2 separate regions of the Mus musculus genome follow, and region 1 is linked to region 2. A link is a contact called in public HiChIP or PLAC-seq data. All regions are on one chromosome and are shown on one strand. The core of a region is the stretch at or near the end of the contact, and the rest is flanking DNA. Distances in the headings are between cores, read along the strand shown. Region 1 has its middle 7.0 kb from the start of Gm41428. Region 2 holds the start of Septin5 (septin 5).

What was found. HiChIP or PLAC-seq counts read pairs in DNA pulled down with a chosen protein or histone mark.
Region 1: an HNF4G HiChIP or PLAC-seq map of pancreatic cancer cells shows a contact between it and region 2. The contact joins the enhancer-like site here to the promoter of Septin5 in region 2. A contact is called at or near these places in 2 of 39 promoter capture datasets (both in embryonic stem cells), 2 of 484 Hi-C or Micro-C datasets (embryonic fibroblasts and uterus), 2 of 115 datasets of contacts at active chromatin or transcription factors (forebrain and pancreatic cancer cells) and 3 of 9 other capture datasets (adipose tissue, liver and pancreatic islet).

Annotation. Positions count from the first base shown.
Region 1 is chr16:18,736,573-18,741,019 of GRCm38.p6, forward strand. No RefSeq gene overlaps it. Among named protein-coding and RNA genes, the nearest start is that of Gm41428, 7.0 kb to the left of the region's middle. Within about 2 kb of position 1,984, at least 22 of the 459 cell types and tissues checked have an H3K27ac peak or open chromatin away from gene starts, as enhancers often do. A contact at or near this core is called in adipose tissue, embryonic stem cells and pancreatic cancer cells, where this site is marked.
Region 2 is chr16:18,626,429-18,631,311 of GRCm38.p6, forward strand. It overlaps Septin5 (septin 5), which reads right to left and starts at 3,510. Exons shown (of 12, transcript NM_213614.2): 1 at 3,380-3,510; 2 at 3,223-3,233. The coding sequence starts at 3,422.

The sequences.
Region 1 (4,447 bases), core at 734-3,233, 110 kb after region 2:
GTGGAGCATAGAAGGAAAGGTAACTGAGAACCTGTAATCTGGCATTGAGGAGGCAGAGGCAGGAGGATCCCTGAAGCTCACTGGCCAGCTACTTTAGCAGGCTAGTTCTAGCTCAGTGACTCTGTCTCAAAACCTAAGGTGAAGGCTGCAGCGATGCTCAGTGGTTAAGAGCACTTGTTGCTCTTGCAGAGGACCTGGGTTTGGGACCCAGCACTCACTTGGCAGTCCACAATCATCTCCAGTTCCAGATCTGATGTTCTATTCTGACCTCCTCAGGCACCATACATACACATGACGCGCATGCATACATGCAGGCAAAATACAACATAAAATAAGATGGATAAGTCTTTAAGAAAAAAAAATGTTTTAAAGTGCAACACTGAGATACTGAGTCTGTTTCCAACACTGGTAATCTTGTTAAAAAGCATTTTACATTTCTTGGTTCTGTGTGTGCCACAACACATGTGGAGGTCAGAGGACAACTTGCCAGAGCTTGTTCTCTCCTTCCACCTGGTACACTGGACCCATCCAGTCAGACTCAGGATCCCCTTGTACCCACCTGAGTGGCTGCTGGGGCTTCCAGAGACACATGGAGAGTTACAGGAGAAGAGATAGCAGATTAAGAGAGAGATGCACAAGGGCTTGGGGATGAGCCTGCCCACCTGTAGCATGGCTCCAAGAGAACAAAAAATAAGGGAAAGGATGGGGGGGGGGGATTGGCAAAGGACTTGTAAAGGCCAGTGACAGTGTCTGCCTCTCTCTGTTCCTGTAGTGGGTGAGGGAGGTGGGGAGGGCTTGAATAAAACCCAAGTGATAAAATTATTTCTCTGCTGGTGAAATGAGCCTATTCAAACCAGATTAGATTATATTACAGGCATGTTTATTGGGAAGCTGCTCTTGGGTGATTTGACTGGCTCCAAGGACTGAGGCCAGGGAAGTCACCATGGGAAGAGAAGGGGGTAGGAGGAAGAGAAAGAGAGAAAGGGCATGGGTAAGAGAGACAGGAGAAGAAGAGGAAAAGGAAAAAGAAGAAAAGGGAGAGGAAGAAGAAGAGGAAGAAGGAGAAGAAGGAGGAAGAGGAGGAGGAAGAGGAAGAAGAGGAGGAGGAAAAGGAGAAGGAGGAGAAGGAGGAGGAGGAGGAGGGGAAGGAGGAGGAGAGAAGGAGAAGGAGGAGGAGGAGGGGAAGGAGGAGGAGGAGGAGAGGAGGAGGAAGAGGAGGAGAAGGAGGAGGAGGAGGAGGAGGAGGAGGAGGAGGAGAAGAAGAAGAAGAAGAAGAAGAAGAAGAAGAAGAAGAAGAAGAAGAAGAAGAAGAAGAAGAAGAAGAAGAAGAAGAGCAATGTGTTATCCAAGGATATGTTTTATAGAAGGGAGGTATAGTATAGTGGGAGGGGGTACTTTACTCAGTGGTCCACACTGAAGCATCCCTCCTTCCTTCCTCGAGGTACCAGTCATATACTAGACAGGTCTAGTATAGAATAGAGTTTATTTGTGGGCATGGGAAGGGGAGTTGAGAAGGGAGTAGAGGCAGAGAAAGAGAGGGGACAGAGAAGGAGAGACAGAGACAAAGAGACAGAGAGAGACAGAAAGAGACAGAGAAAGAGAGACAGAGACAGAAAGAGACAGAGAGAGACAGAGACAGACGGGGCTGGCCAGGAGCACATGGAGAAAGGGGGAGGAGGGGGAAAGGGAGAGAGGGAGAAAGGGGTCAGAGAGAGTGAAGGGAATCAGAGAGTCAGAGAGGCCAAACAGTTCCTCTTATTGCAAGCCAGGCCTACCTGGCTGTTGCTAGGTCACTGTTGGGTGGAGCATAGAAGGAATGCCAACAGAGAGCAGACCAAAATATCTGGATTATATAGGGAAGAGCCTCTAGGGGAAGGGCAGCCCAGCCCCTGGGCTGGAAAGTTCAGGGTTGAGGACAGAGTCTGCCAGGAAGGGACTGAGGGATGCTGGGTGAACCTGGAAGCCAGGTCTGCTTTGATATGTAAAATATGCATCTCAGTCCCTTGTTCTGGGGTCTGAAACCAAACACCAAGTGAGACAGGGCTTACCTCCTGTGTCTCTGCAGAGCAGGCTGCCTCCTCTGCCACTCTTCCTGTGCTAATCTCTGGAATCTTCTACTATTTTCTATTCTCCAGCTTTACTTTCGGCTGCACGGGAGCTATGAGAGCTCTTGTCCCGGGAAGAGAAAGGCTGACTGCAGCAGGAGGGAAGCAAACCACAGGCTGGGGATGGGGCCTGCTTGTTGCGCATGACCTGTATTTAGGAAATGTAGGGTTTGCGCTCACACAGGGCCCACTTACTGTGTACTAACTATGCTTCAGGGTTAGAGAGACCTCTGTCAGTTCAGGGATGGGGCTGGGGTGGTGGTGGTGGTGGTGGCCCTGTAGGTATCCAGCCTCAAGGCTGGCTTCAGAATACATGTGAGGGGAGTTAAGACTCCAGCGCTTTGCCCGTTCCCAGGCCCCCTTTCACCCAAACCCTAGTGGGTCTGAACTGTTTGGGCATAACGGAGCCTATAACAGTTCTCTTGGGGACAGGGACGGGAGGTGGGGCTTGACTGTCCAAATGCCTGCTAGAATCACTCACACTCTGGAAGCTTCCTGGATGTCTATTCCCTTGGCAGACATTGTGGAAGTGGTATCTCAGCAGACTTGGAGAGTGAATGAAGCCAAAAAACCCATGCCAGACGATCAACCAGCTCAAAGTTTCCCAGGCTAGGTAGGGTGTGCCTGCTCTACTGGGGGAAACGGGGGGGGGGGTTACATGGTATGGCCAGTGATGGTGGGGAGGAGCTGGAAAGAGAGGGTACAGCCACACTGGGATCACTGACTGTTGCTGTGAGGAAGTGGGAGCCACAGGAGATGTGGGGAGAGGAGGGGTGTGCTCCACAGGGGTCATGGCTTACCTCAGACATCAGCTGTGTGACCTTCGTGTCCCACAGCTTCCCTAGCAAAGCTGTGACATGGCTAGGGAGTTTGAGGGATAGAGGCTGAGCGTTCTTACATCGTTTGTTTGTGGGTCCAGGCTACTTGGAGGTCTCTCCAGATGTCAGAGTGCTGCCCTGACTACTACAGATGCTGCAGTTCCCATCCACTCAAAGCACTGTGCTCAGTCCTCAGAGATGGAAGGCTAACTGTGGCTCATCGGGGTCCAGGAGGATTTCTGACCTGCTCCAGATGCTTGGCTTGGAGACTGAATCCTAGGAAATTCCAGCTCCTGGGCACCACCCAGGCAGGAATACAAGGGACCCCACCCAAACTCTGACTAAGCCACCTTGGGGAAGTGGCTGTGGATGTGCATGCTGACCTCATAGTCATTAATACAACACCCACCTCTCCAGTCCCTACATTAAAAGAAGCCCAGGTGAGGAAGGATACAAACACAGACACGTGAACCATGGAGCCAAATAGCAGCTGCCTGGCTTTTGCTGTCATTGTGAAGGGAACCAGGTAGTTGGATTCTATCAAAATGGCCTTTGCGTGTGCCTGTGCATGTTTATGTGTGTGCTTGTGTACATGTTTCTGCATGTATATGTTTGTATGCAAGCGTGCCCTTGTGTGTGTGTGTGTGTGTGTGTGTGTGTGTGTGTGTGTGTGTGTGTATGCACACAGAGGCTGGAGGTCAACATTGGTTTCCTCTTCTTTGACTCTCCACCTTAATTTTTTTGAGACAATGTTTCTCACTGACCTTGGAGTCTTCCATGTTTCCATCCCCAGGGCTACAGATGTGCACCATCATGCCCTGCTCTCCCTGTGCTTGGGTAGCAGGCACTATATCTACTGGGCCATTCCTTAACTTTCTCCCTCTCCCCCTCCCCCTCCCCCTCCCCCTTCCTCTCCTCCTCCCCCTCCCTCTTCCTCTCCCCCTCTCCCTGTCCCCCATCCCCTCCCCCCTCCCCTCCCCTTCCCCCTCCCCTGTCTCCCCCCTCTCTTTTTTCCTCCCTCCCTTTCTCCCTCTCTCCCTTCCTTGATTTTTGAAACAAGGTTTTTCTGTGTAGCCCTGGTATCCTAGAATTCACTCTATAGACCAGACTGACCTGTAACTCAGAAATCCACCTGCCTCTGCCTCCTGAGTGCTGGGATTAAAGGTGTGCTCCATCACACTTGGTTAATTATGCCCCCTTTTGAGACTATATCCCATGTAGCCCAGGCTGCCCTTAAACAAGTAAAGAAGGATGACTTTAAACTTCTTGACTTTCATACCTCTACTTCCCAAGGACAGGGTGTAAGATGTGTACAGTGTCCAGTTTATGTAGTGCTGAGGGTCAGTCAGTCCCAGGGCTCTGCATACTAGCCCTGCATCAACAATCGTCCACTGAAGTAAAATCCCCAAAGGGCAAATTGAGGGAGACCGAGTAGGTTAGAGGTTGAGAGAGTCAGGTGGGAGATGTGACCACGTACAGGTTGTTGGGGTACATTGTGTGACGGTGTCTCTGAATTGTCAGTTG
Region 2 (4,883 bases), core at 2,260-4,759:
AGCGGCTCCAGTGCGAGCACGAGGCGGGGCTTCGCGGGCCCACGGCAGCGGCGGAGGGGACCGCCCCGCCCGCCGTCGCCGGGAAACGGTCGCCTGGAAATTGGGCCGCAGGCGGAGCCTCGAGAAAACGGCTGCGATGGGCAGGGCCCGACCGAGGCGCTCGGGCGGGGGCGCCGCGTGGAGCCGGAGCGCAGCCGTGGCACCCGAGGCCGCGTCCGGACCGTCCGTAGGCGGGCGGCGAGGTGTCTGCGGTCGTGGAACTCTGCCTCTGGGACGTCGCGCCGCTGCCGCCCACAAGAGGGCGCTGCGGAACGCTCCGGACTCACATGCAACCGCGGGGGAAGCGGCCCCAGCCAACACCTTCCTCTCCTTGCTCTTCACCCGAAAACCCTGAACCATGCATGCCTCGGCAACCAAACTACCCACAGACACACCCCTCCCCACTCCTTGAGGCTCACTCCTTCCTACCCGCCCCCTGCGTTTGTGCACATGCGGGTGATTGGGGGAAATTCTTTCCCGCGTGGCATCTTCATATGCACTGAGGACAGAGCGCATCTCCCCTACTAAGCCCTGCTGTGGGTGAGGGGAACAGGTCTTTAATCTCAGCACTTGAGAGGCAGAGGCAGGCGGATGTCTCTGAGTTTTGGGCCAGCCTGGTCTACATAGCGAAGTCCAGGACAGTCAGGACTACATAGACTCTATCTCAAAAAAACAAATTAAGGGTGCCTGGGATGCAGTGGCCAGAGTTCAGATGGCCGGCTTCCTTCAGAGCTTGGAAGCTTTAGCTAGCCCTCAGCTAGGCAAAACTTCTGCCCACAACATGCCAACACTTTAGGTACCAGATGTTCCAGGAATTGGGAAGCCATTGGCTGTGAGCCACCAAACTTTTCCTCAGTCCTCATTTCTAACCCCACCAGAATCAGAGCTCCAGCCCCAGGCTGCAAGAAACTAGACAAGCCACTGTCCAGAGTGGGCAAAGGACCAGGAGACCTCCCTCCTCTATGCAGGTACCACCCCTCCTCCATGAAGCCTCACCGTCTTAGCTTCCTGGAGGGGCCTCCACCCTGGGTCTTGCTATGGGCACCCCCGGGGTGACTAGCACCTGGGGAGGAGCCTGAGCCCACAGCTGCAACAGGAGAGCCATTCATCCCAGGGCTGAAAAGAAGCCTCCCAGTTCTGGCTCCCAGAAAGTGGCTACTGGTTCCTGTCTGACCTACATGAAGCATTTAGACTGAGTCCTATCCCTCACCCCCTCACCCCCCACTCCACCCCAATCACCGCAAACACAGCTCTCAGCCCAGCATCACCTAGGCAGGTTGCTATCTCCGACCTAGGGCGGGCATCTCTGGAAGAGCACACAGATGCCCTTGGCTGAACCATACCCTGATGCTGAACAGACCTAGTAGGTCTTAGACTGACTGCCTTTCAACTTGTTCATTGGGAATGTACATGCTTAGGGGACATCCCAGCCAAACAGCCTGTCTAAGTATCACCCAAGCAGGCCATCATAGCCTGTGTATTCCCTGGAGAAGCCCTAGGGGAGGAGCCTTGCACCCCCTTTTTCTAGTCCCAGAGGCTCAACAAATATTCCTCAGGGATATGAAGCCATACACAGCAAAACACACCTCTTCGTGAGAAGGAGCCTGTTGAGGCTTCCCATTCTTAGAATTATGACTAGGCTCTGAAGCGGCAGGCACAACCAACAAAGTCCTCATCACTGCCTGAGAAGAGATATGGGTGCAAAGGGCAGACAGACACCTCCTTCTACCCAGACTGCTGCTCTACCCCCTCCCCCAGTTAGAGTCAGAAAGAGGCCTGGTTAAGCCCGGCCCTGTGCAGCCATATTGGGAACCAAGGTATTCCACACTGTTCCCCCAGGCCCACAAGGTCCCAGCTCGGACACCAGAGCTCCAGCACTGTTCTGGGGCTCACTCCATCTGCCTTCACCCAGCGCTCTCTTCCTTCAGGCCTGGGGATAGGGAGTGGCATAAGGCTGGCTCCTAGCTAACCAGAGGATGGGCAGATGCAGGCCTGAAGGACTCATACTCCATCAGGAAGGGGGAGGGGTCTCCATCCTAGCAGCAACAGACAGGAGAACATGGATGGTGCTAAGCAGCAAGTACCCCAGCCAGGTGACTTGGAAGACCTTCCAGAGGCCCAGGAGAAGCCTAGGTCCTTGCCTTCCTAGCCTCTGGCCCCCCTCTCCCTTACACAATAGCATGTGTCCCCATCGGGCTTTGTCTGGCTTACTGGGATGGGGAGGCAGTTCTCCTGGGGGAGCCCCTCCCAGTGAGTCTCATCAGCCTTGGGCGGGGCATGTCCCTGCCAGGAGACTGTGACTCTCCGGCTCACCCCATCTGCCAGCTGCTTTTGCTCTGTCTGATGATGTACTCTGGTCTAGTACTCTGGAGTCCAATGCTAGGCGAGAACACCCATCCCCAGCAAGGCTTGCTGAAGCCTTCTGGTGTCAGAATTGGGCCTCCCCCACCCCATCTTCAAACAGGGCCTAGCTCAAGCCACAGAGGACATCCCTTTGGTCACCCACTTCCACAGCACTCTGGTTTCACAACCCTCAGCTCCTTTGGATTTTCACAGGTTACCCGGTAGGCTGGTACTTTCCCTGGGGTGGGGAAATCAGGCTAGCCCCCCTCTGGAAGGCCACAGCCTGGCTGTACTCAAGGTTTGGAGGGCTAGTGCTAGGATGACTCAGATGGGGAGCCTTGCAAGTTCCAGGTCTTGGAAGATGCTCTGCCAAAGACTAGTGAGCATAAATTTAGGCACAGAAGAGAGACACCCAAAGGTGCATGGGCATGAAGCAGAGGCCCCATGGTATTGCTCAGGAGACTGGTGGGCCCCCCCCCCCATTCCTGGCCTGTCATAACTACAGCCTCACCCAGGACCCCCAGCACGAGGCCTTCCGGTCAGGTTAAAAAGGGGATGCTGGCCCTGGACTAGAGGAGAGAGGCCCTTATCCCAGCCTCCCTTTCTGGGGAGGTGCCTAGGCCGCTGCTATACAGGTCAGGGAACCAAGCGCAGTGCCTACACTTCCCCTCCGTAGCCCCAGGAGCAGCGGCGCTGCCCCTACAGACAATCGATTAACGCCAAAGGACTGGGTGACGGCCGGCGGGGGCGGGGTCACGCCTGGGCGCCACCAGCATCGGTGCCACAATGGGTGACAGCCGGTCCGATCTCACCACCGGCCGAGCGGCGCAACGCCAGTACCTGTTTGTCCTCTGCATGGTCCGGGTCGTGATCCGGGTCCGGGCGGGTCCGGGAGGGTCCGGGCCGGCGGGCAGGGGAGAGACGGAGACAGACGGTGAGAGGCGGGCGGGCGGCGGGGACAAAGGAGCGCGGGCACGCGGACAGGCTCTGGGCTCACCTGGGGTCGCCAGCTTGCTTTTGTACCGCAGTCCTGTGCTCATGGTGGCCGCCGGCGGGGGACGTGTGGCGGCGGGCGCGCGGGCGGGGCGCGGCGACCAGCGGTGGAGGCCGAGGCCGGCTGAGGGGTGACCCGCCCCTCCGCGCCGCCACCACCCGCCCCGCCCGCGCGCCCGCCAGCCAATCGGCGCCCGCCGCGCCCACGCGCGACCCGGAGAGGCCGGTGGGGGCGGGGACTGAGGCGTCCCGCTGTGGTTCCCCCCAGGCCTTTGGTTCTCCCGGCCGCGCGAGTGCAGCCGGGCTATTCCCACGGCTTCGTCCGGAACGCCCCCTCCCCTTCCTGTCATCTAGCCCAGGCCTAGACTCTGTTCTCCCTTGGCTGTCGCTGGAAGCCGGTTGGTTCCTGGGCCTCTGACCTTCCATCGAGTGGCCATTCTATAAAGCATGTCCCAGGACTGTGCTTCATGCAGCCGATGAATGAGTTCAGGTGATATAAAGACCCCTTTTTCACCCCATCAAGAAGCATTTGGAAGGGGCAGACCTGGAGCCCTACCCTTGGTACATTGAGCACAAGTCCAGAACCCGAGCTCTCCTGCAGTCTGCTGGGTGCTAGGCATTCTACACTGGACACACACAAACGCCTGGGCAAGATGGAAAGCACACGGCAGGCAGGGTGTGGTTGTAAGATGGGAGTACTTGAGGTGTATGGCTAGAAGGACACAATCCGAAGGCCACCTTAGCCCTCCTTGCTCCAGCTCTGGTCCCGGTTTTCTGTGATCTGTGCTCTCCCCAGCTACCCCCCTGGAGAGGGGTTGAAGGGGGCTGAGGGACACATAAAGACAAGTCCATGCTCAGAGCCACATTTATGCATGAAGATGCTGTGACTCTGAATCTTCAAAAAGTTGATAGGACTAAGTGACCCACGGTGTGAATAACTTCTGTGTTACTGTCACATCCCAGGTGGTGGCTTAAACCTCACCAGAGAGTCTGTGACCAGGGTAGGGATGTTCCATTGTCCAAATCTTTCTTCTACAGCCTAAGGATCAGATGGGGCATATGACACACTGTGGTGCATCTTTGGGATCTAGAGAGGGCACTCACACGTGATCAAGTGCTAATCATTTTGTGTATAAAACAATGTAGAAGTAAAAGTGTCTACACATCTCTTAGGTTTGGCTTCACCAGTGACTTTTTTCATGGCGTTCTTGGGGGAATTTGGAACTCTGTTAGAGGAATATGTGCAGTCTGAGGCAGGGACAGAAACACAATGTCAGGACTTCTGAGCTTGCCAGTTCTGAGTCTGGAGAAACCCACGAAGGAAAGCTAGGACATTAAGCCTGAGCTGACTGTTACTGTCACTCCAACGGCAGAAACAAAGTGGGGGGAAAAGGAAGTATCTTCCCTGGGGCACTGATGGGAGGGACACTCCTGGTCTCCTCTAGTTAGGGGGTTGTGCTTGGCTGCCTTGGCCCGGAGGGAAGTGTAGGAGAGGGGAAAGAAGCTTG